Regions from separate parts of the Mus musculus genome. Here all the other regions are linked to region 3. Evidence: chromatin contacts called from public Hi-C and promoter capture Hi-C data. All regions are on one chromosome and are shown on one strand. Each heading gives the region's core, a stretch centred on a gene start, on an enhancer-like site or on the middle of the called end of the contact. The rest is flanking DNA. Distances are from core to core; before and after follow the strand shown. Region 1 holds the start of Trak1 (trafficking protein, kinesin binding 1). Region 2 holds the start of Higd1a (HIG1 domain family, member 1A). Region 3 holds the start of Oxsr1 (oxidative-stress responsive 1).

Evidence for each region. Promoter capture Hi-C pulls out the DNA fragments that hold promoters and counts their contacts. A called contact is a pair of places that touch in the nucleus more often than the background predicts.
Region 1: a promoter capture Hi-C map of liver shows a contact between it and region 3, with 2.6 times the contacts expected there. The contact joins the promoter of Trak1 here to the promoter of Oxsr1 in region 3. A contact is called at or near these places in 2 of 39 promoter capture datasets (the C10 cell line and liver) and 1 of 115 datasets of contacts at active chromatin or transcription factors (astrocytes).
Region 2: a contact with region 3 is called in a Hi-C map of CD4 T cells, with 7 times the contacts expected there. The contact joins the promoter of Higd1a here to the promoter of Oxsr1 in region 3. A contact is called at or near these places in 2 of 39 promoter capture datasets (liver and pre-B cells), 1 of 484 Hi-C or Micro-C datasets (CD4 T cells) and 1 of 9 other capture datasets (adipose tissue).

The regions. Positions count from the first base shown.
Region 1 is chr9:121,364,568-121,368,837 of GRCm38.p6, reverse strand. Trak1 (trafficking protein, kinesin binding 1) reads right to left here and starts at 1,880. Exons shown (of 16, transcript NM_175114.3): 1 at 1,647-1,880. The coding sequence starts at 1,734.
Region 2 is chr9:121,854,289-121,859,138 of GRCm38.p6, reverse strand. It overlaps Higd1a (HIG1 domain family, member 1A), which reads left to right and starts at 1,343. Exons shown (of 4, transcript NM_019814.5): 1 at 1,343-1,627. It overlaps Gm47112 (predicted gene, 47112), which reads right to left and starts at 1,392. Exons shown (of 1, transcript NR_168944.1): 1 at 1-1,392.
Region 3 is chr9:119,321,072-119,325,514 of GRCm38.p6, reverse strand. Oxsr1 (oxidative-stress responsive 1) reads left to right here and starts at 3,088. Exons shown (of 18, transcript NM_133985.2): 1 at 3,088-3,510. The coding sequence starts at 3,441.

The DNA of each region.
Region 1 (4,270 bases), core at 631-3,130, 2.0 Mb before region 3:
GGCTAAGATGCCCCATTTGGTGATTAAGTGTTTGTGATAAGGGACGGATTCCTCGTGTGGCGACTTTGGGGTGAAGGCGGGGGGGGGGGGGCAGAGGGGTGTGGAGTTCTGGTTGTTTTGCTTTAATGTGTTCATGTATGTGTATTTCTGTAAACATGCATGTATGTATATGTTCCCATGATGGCCAGAAGTCAGCCTGTGTCTTTTCTCATTTGCTCTCCATCCTTGTGTTTGAGAGAGGGCCTCTCATTGGCCTGGGGCTCACCGATTTATCTATATGGGCCAGCAAGCCCAGGGGTGTTCCTGTCTGCCTCCCTAGGGCTGAGAAAATAACCATGCGCCAGCACACCTGGCTTCAACATGCAGGTCTAGGGCTGGAACTCGTGCCCTGGTGCTTGTGTGGCAGGCACTTGCTGGGCTGAGCTGTCTCCCAACCCAAGCATGGTCTCCCTCGGGCAGGGCAGATGCCAGGAGTCTCCATGCCCTGAGAATTCCTTGCTTGTTTTCCAAGGTTTACAGGGGCTCACTTACACCCATGTTCACCTCTGGGCTTTGTGCAGGACCAGATTACTGAGAAACCCCAGAAATTAACAGATATCGCATCAAGAACTTGGTCCTGAACATCCAGGGGCTCCGTGCACCTTCATCAGTTAAGACTGCAGGTTTGGAGTCATCAGCTTAGGAATAAGACTTAAAAGTCTACAAGCCTGAATTTGTTAGTAGGGGACAGGAAGAGGCCACTGTGGAACTCAGTAGGCTTTGGACTACAGACAGGAAACTAGATGGGTCATCCCATCGTCAGACTTGAATCCGATCCACTCAGAGGAACTGAGAAGCCCACAGCAAGCAACAAGCCAGAGCAGGCCGACATAAAGCTCTCGTCAGGGGTGTGGGGACCACAATCACAGGGCCAAGCTTTGGGCAAAGAAGACACAAGAATGTGGGGGAGGGGGAGGGGTGCTGAGTAGTTCTGCTCTTCACATGTGAAAATCCCTTGCTGACCCACACACCAGTCTGGGCGCTGACTGATTAAATGAGGCGGAGGCAGGGGTATCGAAAATTCAAGGCCTTGCCTGACCTACAGAGCGAGTTCAAGATCGTCCTGAACAAGGCAGTGAGCAAAAACCACAAAATAAAAAGGTTTAAAAATGGGGAGGGTGGGCTCAGGTGTCGCTCACTTATCTAGAAAGCATAGTCCTCAGTACTGAAAAAAGAAGAGGACGAGGAGGAGGGGAAAGAGGAAGAAGAGGGGGGAGGAAGAGCGGAAGAAGGGGAGGAGGAAGAGGAGGAAGAGGAAGGAGAGAAGGAACAGGGGGCAGCAGATAGTACTGATTTGGAAACAGGGGTTTTAGAGGCAGACTCTACCAAGGCCAGCAAAAATCTGACCTACATCTTACACCTGGCTATTGCTGGTCTCCCCTGAACCCAGTACAGGAGATGTGAGAGTAAGTAGCGTCCAGCTCCCCTCCATCCCAGCTGCCCATCATTCAACACGGTAATTCCTCAACCAACCAGCAACCCGACCCCCAGCTCAGAGCAAGGTTGAAGGCACGACCCTCTCTGCTCTTCCCTCCCTTCTGGCCACACCACAAAGTAAACTTACAGCGGACAGACGGACGGACAGACGTTCCCATGAAAACACTCACCACATGAGTCTGTCCCAGCCAGTGTGTGGCTGAGTCCTGGCAGAGGTTGGGCCCTGGAGGGCTGCCTGAGCTGAATTGCCAATGCCATGGGCAGACACAAACTCCAAAGAGGACTTGGAGAGAGAGCGGTCCTCCATGCAAGCTTGGCCACAGCTCTGAGCCTTCCTCAGCAGTTTTCCCAAGCTTGCTTGTTGGGGCAGAGCTGAAGATCCCCACGCTGCCCCGGGACGCACAGTGGATTACGTAACTCCGGCAACCAGGAGCCCTATCACCTCATCTTATGAAACCACCCCAAAGAGAAAAAAAAGGCGCACCCACAACACGACACCTCTCTAGGGTGGGGCGGGTGGGGGTGGGAAGGCAGGGAGAGAAGCCTTTCTGATGGGCAGCTAGTTTTGCCTAAACTGTAGCGTAGAACAGAAAGCCACTGTTCTTCTCAGGACTCCCTGGGAAGTGAGGGTGGAGGCACAGTGCCAGGTGGCGTCCCAGGGCTTAGCTTGGCAGAGCCCTCAGAATCCACAAAGAGCTCCCGGGCATATTCAAGGTCTCCGGAGAACGCGTTTGCATTTTATGTCTTTGTTGCACTGACCTCCTGATAGGACTTTCTTTGGCGGGGAGGGATTACAGGGGTTGAATACCCAGCTCTTTGCCTGAGTTGGCAAAGCTGTATCTGTGGCTGCTGGGCATCATGGACATGAACGTGTCTCTCTGGTGTCCCCTGGGGCATCCTAACCAAAAGCCTGGGATTCTGCATCCCATGGGACTGGACGACGCTCCAAACTCTACACTGCCATTCCCTCGCCCTTGGTTGTCACGATTTGAGAAAGGAAACTGGTTGAACAGGCTGAGGTTCCCAAGATTTCACTGGCAGAATCAGGGCTGGGATCCCAGCTCCGTGTTTGGAGTGTTCTGGCCTCACCTCATCTCGTCCCCTCCATATGGAGCGGATGATGCTTAACACCCTCTGTGTGCCCTGCTCGTCCTGCATCCGTGTGCAGCCAACTTCTTCATAGTCCTCTGTCTCCCCAGTCAGCTTAGCTTCCTGGATGATGCCTCCCTACTCAGGACTCTGACAAGGATGATGCTCCAATTCAGCTCAAAAGCAGACACCATTCCCTCTCACTCAGGGCTCAGAGCCAGAAGACACTTGCCACTATATTCAAGGACTCAAAAGGAGTCCCCACAAGGAGGCCCATGTGCCCAGAGGGGACATATAAAGGAGATGTGCCCAGAGGGGACATATAAAGGAGATGGGCCTGAGAGGCCTAGGGGTCCTATTAGAGATTTTTAGAGGTCACTGTAAGAAGGAACCTCCAGAATCTGAATGGAGTGAAGCCATTCCCCCCTCCACAGTCAAGCATCAGCTCTTGCAGGAACTGGAGTGAACTGAGCTGTCCTGCAGAGACAAGAACATGGGCCTGCAGGGCCCACTGGGATTCTCCCAAGAAGGAGTTCCCAACATGTTCCTGCACTGAGAAGAAAGATGGATTGTGTCATATGTGGGTGTTTGACACCATGCCCTCAAGTAATATAGACAAGGGCGAGGGATCAGGGGCACAGGGGAGGGAATCAGGGGCACAGGGCAGGGAGGGCAGCAAAGGGGCTACACTAGAGGGAGCAGGAGAGACAGGTGTACAGGCCCAGGCAGGGACGAAGCACACTGGCACACCAAGGAACTACAGCTGTTTCTGTGCCCCTCAGCAGTCAGGCAACTCTTAATACACAGGGTATCCTGTGTGTAACTCTACGGGTAACCCAGAACAAAAAGAAGCTGCTAGAAGCCATTGTGCACAGGCAAAGTGTCCTGATGTGTGCAGCAAAGTGTCCTGATGTGTGCAGCAGTGTCCTGATGTGTGCAGCACAGTGTCCTGATGTGTGCAGCAGTCTCCTGATGTGTGCAGCAGTGTCCTGATGTGTGCAGCACAGTGTCCTGATGTGTGCAGCAGTGTCCTGATGTGTGCAGCAGTCTCCTGATGTGTGCAGCAGTCTCCTGATGTGTGCAGCAAAGTGTCCTGATGTGTGCAGCAGTCTCCTGATGTGTGCAGCACAGTGTCCTGATGTGTGCAGCACAGTGTCCTGATGTGTGCAGCACAGTGTCCTGATGTGTGCAGCAGTGTCCTGATGTGTGCAGCAGTCTCCTGATGTGTGTGGGCAAAGTGTAATATGACAGAGTGCTGAGGCACACACAGCGTTGGAACCCTTTCTGTGAACATAGCGTGTGGAGCCTTTCCTGCATCTAAAACTGACACTACATGTCACTGCCATGACGCCCATGCCAGTCTGGAGAAATACAACCCAAGAGAGAATCAAACTACACTGAACACCCATGATGCTGCCTGGGGCCCAGTGCTACTGTCTTCAGCCTCTGTGACAATTCTGTGACACGCTGACCCAAGCCACGGAATGACACCAATGAAGCAGGTTCTGAACGGAAGGTCCCTGATCTCAGATGGTGACTGCATCCACCCTGTGATGGTTCATGCTGTCACCCTGACAGGCTCGAGAACCATTTAGGAGACAAACCTCTGGACATGTCTGCCAAGAAGTTTCTCAACCGTGCTAACTCAGGTGGGAAAACCAACCTTGAGTGTGGGCTGCACTATCCCATGGGTCCTAGGCTGCGT
Region 2 (4,850 bases), core at 94-2,593, 2.5 Mb before region 3:
TGGAACTTGTACTGTAGACAAGGAAGGACTTGAACTCTGAGATCCACCTGCCTCCCTCCTAAATACTAGGATTAAAGGTGTGCACCACCATAAAAGTTTTATTTTAAAAATATGTGTATCTTGCCTGCATGTATACATGTATGTGCATCATATATACATGCCTGGTGCCTGAAGCAGTCAAAAGAGGGTTTGAGTTCCACTGAGTTGGGATGGTTGGGAGCCTCACGTTGAGTGTCAGGAACTGAACCTGGATCCTCTTGTAAGAAGAGTAACAAGTGCCTTTAAATCACTGGGACAACTCTCCAGCCACAGGCATAGAGTTTTATCATGTATAACATGGAATGTTTCCTACATATGACTTAACTCAAATAATTTTTAACCTGTGTTTGATCCTTGGAACCTGTGGGCAAAGGAAACAACAGGTCCCTTCATGTTGTCCTCTGCTCTCCACACATTTGCCATAGCACATGTGCCCCTCCCCACAATAAATAAAATGGTAATACAAAATTTTAATATTCAGTCATGACACCTGTTATGTAGTTATTGGAAGGTGGCTCATAAGACTACACCAGCCTTCAGGAAATTCAAGAAACGTATTGAGGGCCCAACAAGATGGTTCACTGGGTAAAGGCCACCAAATCCCACAATCAGAGTTCTAGCCCCAGGGTCCAGACATTAGGAGGTGACTGGTGAAGGTTGTCCTCTGACCTCAGCAAATGTTCACACAAGTAAATGTAATAAAATTAGTTTACAAAGAAAAGAAACATTGAGGTATGGGGAAGTTAGAAAGTTAGCCGATTCACTGTGGTTCCTCTTGCCAGTTTATATAATCGGTGCACAAAGGGGGAAGAAGCCCTCTGCAGAGCTGCCTCTGGCGGGGCAAGGGGTGGGCAGGGTAGACAAGACGGAATCCTTTCTCTTGTCCGTGGTTGGTGCTCTATTCGGGGTGAGGAGACAATTGTTCCTCTCCCTGAAGTCACTCAAAGTTGAGTACCTACCAGTAGCCTACCTCTCTCAGAGGCCGCCATGTTCTGCTACGCTGAGAGTCTTGGACAGACACGTCCCATAGTGGGGCTGTCGGTGTCTGCCATCCCCGGAGCCCACACGAAGCCCCGCCCCGGAAGCTGCCTGCCCCATCAGACTCCTCCCCAGGCATGTGTGAGGTCACTGCTCTCCGGCCACCACCAGCTCCGGGGAGGGACCCAAAGGCGCCCCGACGGCGCATGCTCCCGCTCGGGCGGGCCGCTCGGCTCACCTAAGCCGGTCTAGCCTGCGTGCGTGGCGTTCGCGGAGCCCAGCGAACCGGTCGCGAGAACCTCGAGGCAATTGGGGTTGGGAGGCAGCGGCCGCCAGGCGGCACCGCGCCAGCACTGCCGCCCAGGCCTCACGTCTGACACGAACAGCGCGCGCCGCCACGAACCGGGCCGGCCCCCCAGCCAATGGGCGCCGCGCTACAAGTGACCACGCCCACCGCCCCTCGCACGTAAAGGGAGTCTCTGGCCCGGCCTCGCCGGCTGCTGGCTTCTGATTGGCTGGGGCGAGCAGTGGCCGCAGCAGGCGAAGCCGGTGTTCTCGCACTCGGGTGGCGGCCAGAAACCGGCAGGACTGGAAGGGACCCCGCGTCTCGGTGAGTGAAGCGGGAGCCGGGCGGGAGGCGAGGGCTGCGGGGCGGGGGGTCCCTCGGGTGGGCGGAGGACTTGGGGTCCCCGTCGGCCAGTGCATGTGGAGCCGGAGGAAGGAGGCCGGAGCTTCTGGAGCGGATCGTGGCCGAGGGAACGAGAGTCGCGGAGGAGGCAACGATGGCAAACGGGGACCGGGCTGGTGCCAGCTTCGGGGATCCCGGGAGCAGTGGGAGGAGAGGGAGAGGGAGCGCGATCGCACGGGTCTAGGAGTCTGGACAAGGTCACAAGAAGGTGGGAGGTGAGGCAGGGCGCAGCGCTCGGGCACCTCGGCCTGGCCTTCCCGGGCGCCACCCGGGGTTTGCGCAGACCTTACGTGACCCTGTGTCACCGGATGGAGGAGGGAAGGCTGTGGCGGAATGCGAATGCCCCTGACAAGGGAACGGGGTGCAGAGATCACAAAAGCACGACTAAGGTTCAGGTGTGCCAGCCGTCCGGGTGACTCGATTCTGTTCTCTGCTTCCCTCGTTTATTCCTGGGGTGGAAAGCAGTCCTCTCTTTGAGGGGGTGATCCCTACCCGGGAATCTGCTTCCCGGACTACTGAGGCCCCCTGCAAATTGACAGTTTGGATGCAAATTCTTGACAGGTTCAAAAGGTTCTCGGTGCTCCTGGAATGTGCTAGAAGGTCTTCTCTGCACAGTATAACTTGAAAGGGCTTCTTAAGATACAAATCCTAGTGTTGTGCCCCTGGCCGTTTGAATCACAATCTCAGAGAAGCCATTTTGCACAAGCTGACAGGTAACTTAGGCAAAATCAGAATTTAAAATTTACTATTTTAGGTAATAGTTCTTAGGACCAAAGGGACATGCTGGGAAGAGTCTTCAGCTGTTATATCACCTGATGCCCAACCATTTTCTTATTTACCTCTTCTAGGTTGCCATGCCTTTGGAAAAGTGTGTCAGTAGTTATGCCTGGCCTTACAGAATAATGTGCTCAGCAAACTAAGTTTGAATATCTGGTTATTGCTGACTTAAAAATAAAAATATGTTCTACTTTCTGACAGATATAGGTCAGTCATTGGGTGAGTGAGATAATAAAAAAAAATCTAGTGGGAAAAAATCTTTTTAACTTGGAATTGAAATTGTTAGATAATTTAACTGAAGAGAGAATAGCCCATTTAACTATAGGTGTAATGTACACAGTTTTTACAGTTCAAAGACAGTATGAATTTTTATATTTTCAGTTCAGATTTACACCTGTAACATAAAAATGTTCATTTAACAATAAATAAATTGTCAAACAAAACTGTGGACTGTATGTGGGGAGTCAGATTGTAATCCTACCTTCCAGAAATATATTCCTGGTGTGGAACAATCCACATGACCCTTATATTATGGTCATATAATTCAAACTCATTTATCCACCTGTAAAATAAGGATATTGATCATCATCTCTTACTTAATTTCTTACACTTAAGTTATGATTTGAGCTTATTGACCGTGAGTTTTAAAGCATGTCCTTTCCTTTTCACCTAAGTGGCTATATTTCATAAATACTACCACCACTACCACCTCTTCCTTCTCTTCTTCTTCCTCCTCCTCTTCCAGCATGGTTTTGCTGTGTAGCCCAGGCTAGCTTCAAACTTGAGATCTCCTGCTTCCCGTAGTCTGATACTGACATTACATGCAATTTCCACCACAGCACACTCTTCAGTTTCCTCATCTTTTTGTAGCCCTTTCTGGTAGCCAAATGCATATATAATTGGTACAAATTCGTACCTTTGCATTGGAGTAAATGCCTTATCCACTGGGTCATATAATTACAGTTCTATCCATGTGGCTTTCTTTGTGCTCCAGACTCATCTTCAGCTTCTTGCCTGACATCTGCCCTGTCATGCCTGATGGGCGTCTTTTGTAAATTTGATTTCATTATTTTTGTTGTTGTCTTGAGACAGAGTGTTGCTTTGCAGCCTAGGCTAGCTTTGCACTCCTGATCCTCTCCCCTCTTGAGGGCTGAAATTATAGGCACATATCACCACTCTGGCTATCATTAGTCCCCTAAAAGAAATAATGGCTACATGATGCGCCCCAATTCTTAACCGCATTATGAAATTAACAACATTCTGAAAGTGAGGTCAAATGCCCCACCCATTCCAGCTTGATAATCTATATCACATACTCGTGATGAAGGGAAGGGATGGGTGTCTTCTGTTCTTTTATATACAGTAAAGAAATAGTTCTCTCTCCCTCCCCCTCCCCCTCCCCCTTTTGCTCCATGAACCCACTGGACAATACACATAACCACCTAGGAAATGGGGAAAAGATGCCAGCCATGGTTTGTTTCCTTATTTATGGTGTGTTTGTTGACAATGCTGGGGATCTAACCTGTGACCTCAAGCAAGCTTAGCAAGTGCTCTGTCACTGAGCTGTGTCCCCAGCACAATAGAGGTGCCTCTCTCATGATGAGTTCAGGAGGCATAAACACAAAGGGAGATTTGTTTTGTTTTATATTTTCGAGATAGAGTCCCTCTATTATGTAGCTCTGGCTGTCCTGGAACACAGAGATCCATCTGCCTCTACCTCTTGAGTGCTGGGATTAAAGATGTGTATTACCCTCCCCAACCACAAAGGGATGTTTTTAAAGTAGATTGTAGTCTGATAATTTTTGTCACTTGTAACTTCAAGGAATCAAGACCCACTCAGGATATTTTCTCATTTTCATAGATGCTGTGTAAGAACAATAAAAGGAAATGGGCATAGGTGTGTGCAGCTTGGTGGTCTCACATTGCCTGATCAAACTCTGAAAGTACTCTACTCACTATGTGCAGGCCATGGGGATGTATGCAAGAGGGCAGGTCTGCACCCCAGCTTCAGGAACTCACACAGGTGTTTGTCAGTGTTCTGTAGGAGGGCGTAACCAAAGAGGACCTCCCAGAGGAGGCCAATTCAGGCACAGACCTGCAAAACCAAGAGTTAACTGGGGAAAATTGAAGTAGAGAGGCAAAGGGGAGCTGTTGCGACAGAGCACTCAGCTCTGTAAATGCTTTGAGCTGGCCTGGAACTCAAGATCCTTCTCCTTCAGACTCTGAGTGCTGGTTTTACAGCCATGTGCACCGCACCTAGTCAGTATTTGTTTTATTTTGTAAATGTAATCACATCCTGAACCTTGAGCTTACCAAGCTTTGTATGTACAAAGCTTAGTAAGATGTAATGTGTTAGGAAGTATTGGGA
Region 3 (4,443 bases), core at 1,839-4,338:
TTCCTTCGTCCTTTAGACAGGGTTTCTCTGTGTAGCCCTGGTTGTCCTGGAACTCACTCTGTAGACCATGCTGGCCTGGAAAAAGAGATCTACCTGCCTCCATCTCCTGAGTGCTGGGATTAGAGACGTATGCCATCACCATCTGGCTGTGTTGTGTTGTTTTTTAGGTTACACAAAGAAGAATGAAGCCCATCACCCACACACTAAGCCCTGATTAATAATATCCATCAACAATTATCCTTCTCTTCTCTCAACTCTTCCATTCTTTAGAGAGCCTCTTTGGGTTGCCCTTAAATAAACTTTGCACTCAAATTCTGGTCCTAGAGCTTGATTTGGGAGGAAGGGAACTGAACCAACACAAGAATGCCTTGAGAATGTGGGGAAAAACAGATTCTCTTCCTGTGAAAAATATGCCATACTCTCAAGAAACCAGGGTGGGATATGGGGAATATTTGAATATAAGGATCAGGGTTCCAGAACCATTCCACATTTCCTTTCCTCTCTTCCTCTAAATGATTATCAAGGGAGTCACAGGCATAAGTGGGAGAAAACCATAATTTTACTAATAGTTTCAAAAGCAGATTTCTGAGTTTGAGTCCATCCTGGTCTACAAAGTGAGTTCCAGGGTAGCCAGGGCTAACAGAGAAACCTTGTCTCGAAAAACCAACAAAACAAAACAAAACAAACAAAAAACTCAACAAAACAAAACAACAACAACAAAAAAACCAAAAAATCCTCCTCCTATTTAAAGCACACTTTACATAGCTGGCTCCCTTTGCTCCGGGTTCGCTGAGGTGATGTCACGGCGTCACGGTCACACCCTTGAGACATGCAAGCTGCGCCTTTCCTGTATGGTGCTTTATGATTTATAAGTACTTATTTTTTTTAAGTTTTATTTATTTTATGTATGTGAGTACATTGTAGTTCTCTTCGGACATACCAGAGAAGGGCATTGGATCCCATTGCAGACAGTTGTGAGCCACCATGTGGTTGCTGGGAATTGAACTCAGAACCTCTGGAAGTGCCAGTGCTCTTAACTGCTGAGCCATCTCTCCAGCCCAATTACTTAACTATTAACTTAAATGCTCCCTACTGCTTACTACAAAAACTCCATACTCCAGCAAAAAAAAAAAAAAAAAAAAAAAAGGGGGGTGGGGGGACTAAGTCCCTGATCACTGTTGTGAGAGTGCTCACATGCAAGATATTTTAAAGGCTGAATCTTGCTTGAGCTTATGGCCTCAAATACCCAATTCCTGGCTTCCTTCCTCATTAAAATCATGGTATTTTAACCTCGACTAGGCCACAGAAAGTCAGGGACAGGGGAAACAAAATGACCAGATTTATAGAGAAGGTTCCTGCTCTACCAATCCACTGAGGTACATGAATGAGGAGGTAAGCAAGAACACATTAATGAATGCACTATAATGTTATCTAATAATAATTAAGACCCAGTATCTTGAAATTTCACCATGAAACTGGTAGTTCCTTTTCTTGGGGGAAGGGGAAAGAAGGCAGTCCCAAATTCTAAGTTATATAATTTATTTTCATGGTAATGAAAGAAAATTGTAAAGTGTATCCGTGGTCCACAGAGCCCAACAATTCCAGATTATTTTTGGCTTATTGGTTTTCTATTGGTACACACCATGAAGAGTTCCAATCTGTCCCCACTTCCTCTCGATGTTACTTTTATTCTTCTTCCAGCAAGAAAAAGTTATCACACGCACTAAATGTGTCACAAGTAGTGGCTGCAACAAATTTCTTCCTTCCTTCCTTCCTTATTTTTTTTTTTAAAGATTTTATTTATTTTATATATATGAGTACACTGTAGCTGTATTTAGACATACCAAATGAGGGCATTGGATCCCATTTCAGATGGTTGTGAGCCACCATGTGGTTGCTGGGAATTGACCTCAGGACCTCTGGAAGAGCAGTCAGTGCTCTCAACCACTGAGCCATTTCTCCAGCCCTGAAACACATTTCTACAGCAAGACCTTGCACCTTTGCCGGGTCTGGAATATTCTGTCCTCCCATTTTCTGTTTGCTGAGATCCCCTTAGCACTGTAAGGTCTGGCCCAAATGGGACCTCTTCTTGAGATGTTCCATAAGTCCTATCAACCAGACGCGCTCATGGCCTTCCCACCGAAGAGCTCAGCAGTGCTGCTCAGCTGAACACTTTGTCCGCAGCGACCCTGTCCAGGTTGATGTTTTAATGTTTTGTTTCACCAAAGCGCGATCTTCTAAGGCCAAGAAAACGGAACTTATTTTTGTGAAGATGACAAAAGCCAGGGCCGGGGGCCTAGAGCTGACCCCTAAGTCGCGTGACAGAAACCACTGAACAGTCAAGGCGCTGCCTGGGCAGAGACAACTAACCTAGGTCCCAGGCAGGTGCTGTTTCTTTAGACCCGAAGCGGAGAAAAGACAGAAACCGCTTCCTCCCGGATCCTGGAGGCGGCGCTGAGTACTTCCGCCTTAGGAAAAAAAAAAATGTCATCACGGGCCGAGCTTCCGGCTCCACTCGGGAGCCCGCAAGACCTTTTATCCTAGTTGGCCTTCGTCCGCGCACCCCACCCGGCCGCTCCCTCGGGCTTCTCCACACCCCGGGGCGCGGTTTGCACGTCTCGAGGGTGTGACCGTGACGCCGTGACGTCACCTCAGCGAACCCGGTCCTGAAAGGTTTTGGCGCTCGGTAGGAACTGGGAGTCAAGTTCCCGGAGGCGGGACTAACATATGACTGATGTCCACACGCTCCAGTTGCCGTTCTCATGCTTTCTCAAACCAACCAATGAATGCAAAGCAGAGAGGGCAACGCCCCTCCCTCAGCTTCTAGAGGAAGCGCCGCTCCTTCGGTTTAGCACTCAGTGGCCGCCATGCTTGGTGTGGCTCCTCGTTCTGCGGCAGTTTGCTCTGTTTTGGCTTTCAGACGCCCTCAGTGAACTCCTCCACGAGCACTTCTGCTCTCTAACTATCGACTTCCACTCTTTCCGGCTTCCTTCTCGCTTGCCTCTTGTCCGGCCACACTCAAGATGGCGGCCGGGGGGCGGCGAGCCGCGGCCAGGCTTCCCCGGCGTGGTGACGTCAGCGCGCTGCGTGTCGGCAGGTGGAGGGAGAAGGGAAAGTTTGGCCCGTGCTTGGGGTTCGGGTGGAGGGCGGGACGGAGGGGCAGGGCTGGGTAGAAGCTTGTTTCGCGGTGCCGCGGAGGTTAAGGCCGGCTCGTGGGCTGGGCCGGGGACTGCGGGACGCGGAGCCGCGGGAGGCGAGGTCGGTCGCAGCCGCGCGTCTCCGCCTCGGGGCCGCGCTTGACCCGCGCGCCCCGGCGTTGTGCGCCCCAAGGCTGGGCCAAGCGGCGGGTTGGGGGCGGCGGCTGGGCGTGGGGAGGCGCGCGGCGAGGTGACCTGAGAGCCCGGAGCGTGAGGAGCACGGAGCCAGGCGCTGCAGCCGTCATGTCCGAGGACTCGAGCGCCCTGCCCTGGTCCATCAACAGGGACGACTACGAGCTGCAGGAGGTGATAGGTGAGAGCCGAGGGGCGACGCGCCGGGGTTCTGGGCCCGAGCCTTGCTGGGCACTGGTGCGAGCCGTGCGCCTAGGGTGGGGCTCCCTTCGGAGGGAGAAGCGTACCTGAGACAGATGCGTCCTGTGCAGAAGAGCCATGTGGATGGGCGGCAGGCCTGGCTCAGGGGGCACTAGGGTCCGTGGGCAGAGCCGCGTGGCTCTGGGATTGTGGGGTCTGTGCACTTGAGTCCATCCCTGCATCCACGCGACGATGCACTATTTCGCAGGTGTGAGGCTGAGGGCAGCTCCAGGTACCGGTGCTGAGCAGGTTAGACCCGCCTCTAGCTCTTTACAACTGACTTCTCAGATCCCGGAGGCAGACGTCAACTACATAGAAAGAATGGGAAAAGCGGTAACAGGTCTCAGTAGGTGGCCGGAAGGAACCGGGCAAGATGTTATAAGGAGTGGTTTGAACAAGTTACGTGATTTCAAGGAAAAGTTGAGCCCTCAAAGCGAGTCGGAGGAAGATCGCCTTTCCCCCTCCATTGAGGAATAAGAAAATACTTAGACTCTGAGGAGAGAGAGAGTGCTTGATAAGTTGAGGGACCAGAAAGAGGGCACACATTAGTCTCAGGGACCTTTAAAGCTATGGTAAAGATTTGGAGTTTCAAGTTGTCCTTGGAGGGCTTCAACTAGGGACCATGGCTCGCTCCATAAATCTGGCTATTATGTGTGAAGTGGCCCTGAATAAGATCCGAGAATACCAGTTGGTCGACAGCAAGCATGGATTGTTACTCTCAGAGGTGCAGCGTGCTTGAGGAGGTTAAGCGGCTAGGGATGAGGGAGAGTTTGTAGCCCAGCAGTAATGCAGTGGCCATAGAAATCGAAGGGAAATGGGTTTAGCAAAACAAAGGCTTAATCAGCAGACCACTGTTTGTTGGAAGAAGTCTGTC